Linked DNA regions of Mus musculus: region 1 is linked to region 2. Evidence: chromatin contacts called from public HiChIP or PLAC-seq data. All regions are on one chromosome and are shown on one strand. Each heading gives the region's core, a stretch centred on a gene start, on an enhancer-like site or on the middle of the called end of the contact. The rest is flanking DNA. Distances are from core to core; before and after follow the strand shown.

Region 1 (4,007 bases), core at 306-2,805, 180 kb before region 2:
AACACTTGCTTCTACTCACTAAACTCTGAGGCAACACACACACACACACACACACACACACACACACACACACACACACACCCCTCCCCCGTGATCTTCCCTGGCACGCCAGTATACCTCTCTCCTCCCAAGTTCTAGAGTGCCAGAAAGGGCGGCACCCGGATCAGGCGAGCTCTGAAGTCGTTTTAATGGGCGAGGAAGAACCAGCGGTCCCTAACCCCGAGAGGATCCCCGGTGGGGCCTCTGCGGCAGGGGTGGGAGCGTTGAGGCACACAGGGGCGGCCTCCATGTCTTACAAGGTTCCCCTCTAAGCTACCTGGGAAAATACCCGGCGAGCCGGCCGGCTGAAAGGGGGGGTTAAACGGTGTCCATTGCGGAGCGGCCGGCAATTTGTCACGCTGTTAAAGTGATCGCATTCATTCGGTTCCATTCGAAAGAAATTGCTAATTCTAAATTCATTAGCCCTGGAAGAAAGCTGTAGCAGTAAATTGTATCTCAATGCGGAGGGGACTTGTTTAAAAGGGGCCGAGGAATTCCCCTTACAAAAAGGCAGGATTAGATGGTTGACATAGCGTGAATGGAAGTGGAATTAGTCTTCACGGTAAATTAAGAGAGGAACAGCGATCTTAAAGGGGAAGAGAGGGCGTCGCTCAGAGACGCCAGCGCTGGGGAAAGATATTGTTTGCGGGGTGACGAATGAGGAATAAGAACTTGAGACATCTTAAAGAAAAGAAACTTTCTTCGCTCTCTTTCTCTCCCTCGCTCTCTGCGGCTTTTTCTCTCCGGCCTGCCCGCCCTCCGCCCCTTCCCGGCCCCGGCTGTCTTTTAAAGTTTGTGGTTTAAGTGGGAACTTTCGCGGGTCAAGCCCAAGTTAACCAAATGAATTTAAAACCCCTTCTTTTTGAGTCAACTGCTATTACACGCCCAGTAAGGCTTTTAATGCCAGGAAACCGCCAGCTCCAGGCTGGAGGATGGGGTGGGGAGAGACGACACAGGAGAGCCCGGGCTGACCGAGGTAAGTCGCTCCGGTCGTTGGGATCTGGTCCCTGAGCCTCCTGCATTCCTACATGCCTCTTCTCTGCTTCCATGAGGCCGTTGCAACCCAGGTTGGACCCACGAAAAAACTGAGGTGCGCTGATTAGGGAGAGCGCATCCTGGCTGGGAGCGGCAGCCCCAGCCCCTGTGTTCCCCATCTGGACCCGTGCCGCTAACCTGAGAATTGGGGGTAGCCAGGAAGAGCGAAGGAGTGGAGCCCCGACGGCACACTCACCTCCTGAGAAGGACTGCGCCAGGACCTCGGCCGTGAAGGCCGTTTTTGGGCTGGCGTGGTGGCTCTTGTCTTCCAGCAGCTGTTCGCCTAGCACGTTGCGCCATCGGCCATATAAGAAACTGTGCAGGATGTCGGAGGTGATGACCTCTGCCAGCGCCAACCCCGGAGCCTTCAGCCCTGTTTTGAGCACCAGGGCCTCAGCTGGGAGCACAGAGCCCATCATGGGCGGCGGAGGGCTCGCCGCGGGCGCCGAAGGACGGCTAGGTGGACTCCGGAGAGGTGGGCAACGAAGAGGGGTCAAAGGAATGAAAGGAGAGGAGGGTGACACAACACGAGGGAGGAGGAGGAAGAGGAGCAGGAGGAGGGTGCACTGGGGAGTGCGTGGCAAGAGATGGCTGGGAAGACAGGGAGCCAAACCGGAGATTCACAAAATCTGCAGAGATGGCAGAGGCAGCACGGAGGGCTGGAAGTCCGCGGGTGGAGACAAGGGTGGATACCAGGAGGGGTGCGGGAAGGGTGGGCGGCGGGTGGCTGTAGAGAGACAACGACCAAGGACTCTCGGTTTCCCACTAGCCTTCTATACACCCAGCCAGGACCGTCCTCCCCTTAGCAAAATCTCAGCTCTTTTATAGGAGCTGCAGTGACCCTCCTAATTGGTTATTAATGACCCCCTGACGTCGAAGGACAGACTTGTACCCGGCCAGGCTCGAAGGAGCCTTCACCGACAGCGCGAGGGGCGGGGGCAGCGTGCGGACCGCTCAGAATAGTCTCCCTCTGCTCCTCCCTCCCCCCAGCCTTCCTCCTCCTCCCCCTCCTCCTCTTCTCCCCGTGGGAAGCTCCAGGCAGGGAGGGAGGCTCAACTCGCGGCCCGGAGCGAGGAAGGGGGGTGGGGGGGGACGGGTGTTGAAGTAGGGGATGCTGCGCAGCGAGGCTTGCCTTTACTCCCGGGACTAGACTGAGAAAGAGGGGGCGTATGGCTGCAAACCCCGCGGGTCCCCATGCTCACCCGGGCTAAGCAAGATCCTTGATCACTGTGGATCCCAAGCTAGGCCTTCACCTTCCTAGCTCTGCGGGCCACTCCCAGAGCTGCCGGTGCTTTGCCTATCTCCTTAACCAAGCCCAGTACTCTGTCCGATCCCCACCTCTCCTTCGTCCCACACCCTCTGCTCTTTAGAGGCTTCACTCCTTAAGCTGCGGTGGCAACCCGGACAGCTTGGGAGATGCAGATCTCTTGCGCTGGCAGCGCTACCCAAGCGGGCGCTTCGTCCTAAACGGGCTCCCCAAGAGCTCTGCTCGCTGCGCACAGCCAGTGTAAAACTTCCGTCACCAGCACAGAGGGCTGCTGAGGAGTCGCCGTCGGGGCTGGATCTCACCTACCATAGAAAGGTTACCAGCCCTAGGAGTACTAAGTTGGGGTGGGGAGTATTGAAAGGTCATCAGATACTCACATCTGTGGAATACCCTAGAGCAATGCAAGATGGGAATTGCAGACACCCAAAATGCCTCTGAAATTGCGGACGGCCCAGGGCAAAGCCATCTGCTGGGCCCTGCTTTGGAATCAGTCTACTGGGATTTCAACCTAGGAAGCCACCAGACGTTCCTCTTTCTTTTTGGTCTCTTAATGATGATTCTTTCTTTCCTGGCTCCTTTCTCTTCCTTCCTTCCCCCTTCCCGCTCTCCCCCTCCTCCAGTGGATTCTGTATAGTCTTTCCAAGGTACCTGGGAGCCAGCTCCACACCTCTTCAGAAACAGTTGCTAAGTCGGGAAGATCACGGCTTCCTGTGTGCACCGAAGTCTCCTGGATAGCCTTAAGACTGCCCCCACACCTTCAGCTCCAGAAACGTTGGAGCGGCTTTGGGCACACCTCACTCAACAGCCTAAGTCCTCAGAGCCCCCTCCCCTACTCCCGCTGCAATTTCAGGTGACGCAAAGGAAAGTTCCGCAGCCCTGGAGGCTGGTTTGTGTGAGTTCCCGTGTTAGGGCTCCACTGTACAGTGAAGACTCTTCAGGCCTTCGAAGCCCTGTGACTTGGGCGTGGATAGCGCTGGCAGCTCGGGACTGAGATTTGACCCACGAATCAGATTCTAATGCCGCTAGGAAAAGAACCCTTTCCATCACCAGCTCCTCAGAGCTAAGCTTGCCTCGCTCTTGGCAACCATGGGATCCCAGGTCTATATAAGCCCTAGTCGGAGCCAGTGGTCTGGCATCCTCAGCCCGGCAGGCGGGAGACTAAAGCGCCAAGCCGGCGATAGGAAGTCTTCCGAAGCAGAACCTCTGGAGCCCAGTGGAGAGTGGGTGTACCGGGCCGGGAGAGGGACCAACGGGCAGGGCGCCAGCAGAGGGCAGCGCTGCAGAGGAGCAAGGGCTGCCGGCGGGTAAGAGTTCCTTACAGATGCCGCCGGTGAGTTAAATCCTTTCGCGGAGAGGTCCAGTTTGGAGAGGAGTATGGAATCCAATGGCTCGGTGGCAAGAGAGCCTGACCGGCGCCTGGATCTAAGTGGAGAGGAGACTGAGCTGGGCAGAAGAATGCCAGGACTGGGGCACTCAGCCTCCAACCCCGAAAGCCTTCCTCAGCGTTTGCGGCAGACTAAAGGGAACGGAAGACAGCAGAGCATCCTGGGGACAGCCCTTCTCTTCTCCGGACCTCTGGGCTCCTGCCTGACAGTGGTTTGAGTTGAACTATGTGCTGTGCTGTCTTCCCAGCCTGTCGCTCTTCGGATCAGATCGTTTGGCTTTC
Region 2 (3,983 bases), core at 1,116-3,615:
GCCAGCACCCAGGGCACCCAGTCCCTCCAGCACCCAGGGCGCCCAGTCCCTCCATCCAGCACCCAGGGCACCCAGTCCCTCCAGCATCCAGGGCGCCCAGTCCCTCCAGCACCCAGGGCGCCCAGTCCCTCCAGCACCCAGGGCGCCCAGTCCCTCCATCCAGCACCCAGGGCGCCCAGTCCCTCCAGCACCCAGGGCGCCCAGTCCCTCCATCCAGCACCCAGGGCGCCCAGTCCCTCCAGCACCCAGGGCGCCCAGTCCCTCCATCCAGCACCCAGGGCGCCCAGTCCCTCCATCCAGCACCCAGGGCGCCCAGTCCCTCCAGCACCCAGGGCGCCCAGTCCCTCCAGCACCCAGGGTGCCCAGTCCCCCCAGCACACAAAGCCACATCCCCGACCCATCCCAGAGACCCCACAGGAACTTCCCGAGGCTCCCCTCACTTTTCCTGAGCAATCCCCTCCTCTACTGCTAGACTCTTTCCCTTTCAGGACCTCGACCCCCTGCCGTTCCCACAGCTCGATCCCTCCCTCCCTCCCCCATCCCTTTATCAGGTATCTGCTCAAAGGTCACCTGTCCAGTGAGGTCTACTTCCACCAGCCTGTTAAGAACTGCCTCAGAGGCGTTGGAGTTGCAGCTTAGCTCCATTCGATATGGAGGCTGACTGGGTTTATATATAATGATCTCTCTCTCTCTCTCTCTCTCTCTCTCTCTCTCTCTCTCTCTCGGGAGGGGGTAAGAGCATCTGGAATCTACTCAGTCCCAATCCTGTTAGATACTGCCCCAGCTCTCTGGCATTTATATCTCATATCTAACCATATCTCTATTTCTTTTACCTTACGCTGCCCCATTTCCTGCCCCTCTTCCACTCCCATGCATCTGCCTTGCATACATATGTGCATGTTTGTATGTGTGCAAACATGGGTATTCCCTGGGGACACTGTCCACTTTTTAAATATTATTATTGCTATTATTATTATTATTATTATTATTTGGGAGGGGTGTTTGGGTGTCATGGCGCCTCTGCACAGTTCAGAGGACATCTCTTGGGGTGGGTTCTCTCCTCCTACCCTGGGATCTAGAGACCAAACTCAGGCTATGGATGGCAAGCACTTTTCTAATCTTTGAAACAGAGCCTCTCCCAGCCATGGGAGCACTCACTTGACTGGCAAGGATCGACCTGCCTCTGTCTCCTCAGTGCTGGTGTTACAAGCTGGGGCCCCCATGCCAGTACAGGGGTTGCAGGGATCAAGCTTGCATTCGCTAGGCAAGCACATTTCCCAATGATGTCAAGTCCTCAGCTGGTCCCTGTAACATCCCACAGACATAAAATCACCTAGTCCTTTTGCAATGAACATTTCTAAGTTTTCTTTTTTTTTAAAATTTTATTTATTTATTTATTTATTTTACATTTTTTTAAAGTTTTCATTTTTTAAGTAAGCTAATTCATTCACCCACTGGCCAAAGATAAAGGGAGCCCTCTTTAGGCGCCAGCCAGAAGAAACTGTAAAACCAACCTGGGGCTCAAGGCCTCATGTTCTAGTGGCAAGATTCACCAATAACCAAGAAATAGAGTCACTGGTGTGCCTGCCACTTAGACAAGGGCCAAGGGAGAAACAGAAGGGCAGCAGGCACTAGGAAGCAGGGTTCTTGTGCTATCGTTTTGAGGCAGGGCCTCTTGTAGTCCTGGCTAATCTGGAGCTGGCTATCAGCCACGATGACCTTAAACTCTGGACTCTGCTGCCTCTACTTCTCTAGTACTGAGATTAAGGGTGTGTGCCACCATCCCTGGCAATTTTAAATTGTTCTTGAGAATTAATATACAGTGGTTTTGGTACCACCCGTCGGTGTCTATGAAGAACATTTAGTTCTCAGTAATTCTCCCGCATCACTACGGGGACGAAAGACGATTCTGCCTTACTGCTCTGTTTTACACCAAACATCCTAGCCAGGGACAGAGCCTTATGATTCCTAAGGATGTAGGTCTGCTGACCCAGCAGCTCAGATCATAGCAGCACTGGTCCCTCCCAGGCTCCTCCCAGGCCCCTCCTCAGTAAGATAAAATAACTCAGCAAAGACATCAAGTCAGTAAAAAAAAATTTTTTTTATACTATACACATTCCATGTGGTCAGGACAGTGCCAGTCGCTTCCACCCCTACTGGGTCTGTCCTGGACCACTGAGATCTTGCCCAGCTCCCCGCTGAGATCTGAGGAAAGACGGGACTCAGGCCTGACCCATTGGCTTTGCCATCAAAGGGGCAGCGGTCTCTGCCCTGGGGTCAAGGCTCTGCGCACAGCAGTGTTTACCAAAGATCTCACTGACGCACGGGGGCGGGAGAAGAGGATGTTCTCTGTCACTGTAGGTGTCATGGGCAAGGGCCACTCTGTTCCTCTCTGCGAGGTCAGGGTGGATCTGCAGCTCTGGCCTCAGTACGGGTAAGGCGACACTGCGATTAGCAGGATGTAGACGCTCTGGTGGCGGGGTGCCGCTGCGCGCACAGTCAAGCGGTAGAGCCCGGCGCGGGTGAGCGCTCTGCGGGTGTAGACCGCGCCTTGTCCAGCGCGTAGCTGGCGGAGAGCGAAGGGGCTGCGTGGGTCGGGCTCCAGCACGGTGAGCTCCGTGCGGTTGGCAGGGATGCCAGCCTCGGAGAAGGCGGCCAGGCGGGCCACGTCGTGGTGGGCGCGCACGCCGAGGGGCAGCGGCAGCAGGCGGTACTGCAGTGTAGACGGGCCGCTGGCGCTGCAGTCCTGAGAGCAGCGGCGGAAGCAGGTCCTGAGGGTGACACAGACAAGCTCGTTGGGCCGCCATCCGGTGCACCCCCAGCTCATCCCCAAGCTCCCCAAATACCTTGCCTGCATATGCCCCTGTTAGTTCATTTCAGAGATCCACAAACTGAGGCCCAGAGAAGCCAAACAGAGGTTTTCCTCCCCTTTAGCATGTCTTCCCCCCGCCCCCCACCTCTTTTCCTTTCCTTGCCCAAAGCCCAGGGTAGCTCAGCAAACACACAACACGATAAAACTCAGACGCTTAGGTTCACTGAGAGGGGCCTAGAAGTGAGGAGCCTAGGGACTGAGTCATATGTCTGCACTCCCAGGGGCAGGAGAGGTTCAAAGACTCTTGTTCAGCCTTGTCAGAGTCTCCCCCACCGCCTGCTTCACTCCCCTTTGTAAGGTCTGGTCCAGAAGCCTTCCCTAGGTCCTGAGGTCCTGGTGCCTCTTAATGAACATAGTGTGCTGAGTCCTGGAGTTTGTGAGAGTTCCCCAATTCCTATGTTTGGAGGTGCTTTCTGTCTGAGGTTATGTTTGTACAGGGGAGGGGTGTCCCAGAGAGCACACACCATGTAGTGGCATGGAGCCAAGTTTGTCCCTGCTTGGGTACAGGTGTCCCAGGTGTCCCAGCACGTAGCTCTGGCCCAGGATGTCTGGCAGGGCAACTTCCCCTTGCCTTGAGGTGCCTTCCTGAATGTGTGTGTGTGTGTGTGTGTGTGTGTGTGTGTGTGTGTGTGTGGGTGTGTGTGTGTGTGTGTGTGGGTGTCCAGGCATGGGCAAGCTGGAGAAAAAGCCCTGTACTCATGTGCCCGCCCCTGTACCTCCGACAGCTTGGCCCCTCCTTACCCGGGGCTGGAGCCCTGCCGGTAGGTGGTAGGACAGGGCGTGTCTACACACTGGAAGCTGCCTCGGGTGTTGAAGCACATCTGGCCAGGCCCACACTCGATGCCATCTTCCTCACACTCGTTGATGTCTGGGCGGTAGGGTGCGGTAGGAGATGGGAAGATAGAACAGGGGAGAGGGAGACCAGAGGAGGCCGTGTGAAAGAGACCAGCTTTCTGAGGCAGAGCCCCAAGGAGAGACCCTCCCCAACACCTCTCCATCTCCCAGGGGCATGTCTTGGAGGGGATGGCTTGGAGGGACTTCCTCCTATCATGGGTAAGGTTCAGATGGAATAGCCCAGGGACACACAGCAGAACTTGTGTGTCCCTAATCC

The links. HiChIP or PLAC-seq counts read pairs in DNA pulled down with a chosen protein or histone mark.
Region 1: an H3K4me3 HiChIP or PLAC-seq map of embryonic basal ganglia shows a contact between it and region 2, with 2.9 times the contacts expected there. The contact joins the promoter of Prdm12 here to the enhancer-like site in region 2. A contact is called at or near these places in 1 of 39 promoter capture datasets (hematopoietic stem and progenitor cells), 13 of 115 datasets of contacts at active chromatin or transcription factors (embryonic basal ganglia, embryonic forebrain, embryonic hindbrain and 8 more) and 3 of 9 other capture datasets (adipose tissue, liver and pancreatic islet).

What each region holds. Positions count from the first base shown.
Region 1 is chr2:31,637,585-31,641,591 of GRCm38.p6, reverse strand. Prdm12 (PR domain containing 12) reads right to left here and starts at 1,555. Exons shown (of 5, transcript NM_001123362.1): 1 at 1,271-1,555. The coding sequence starts at 1,493.
Region 2 is chr2:31,458,838-31,462,820 of GRCm38.p6, reverse strand. It overlaps Hmcn2 (hemicentin 2), which reads right to left. Exons shown (of 98, transcript NM_001370902.1): 97 at 3,614-3,740; 98 at 2,083-2,771. The coding sequence ends at 2,426. Among named protein-coding and RNA genes, the nearest start is that of Ass1, 9.4 kb to the left of the region's middle. Within about 2 kb of position 2,365, at least 137 of the 459 cell types and tissues checked have an H3K27ac peak or open chromatin away from gene starts, as enhancers often do. A contact at or near this core is called in embryonic basal ganglia, fetal liver and liver, where this site is marked.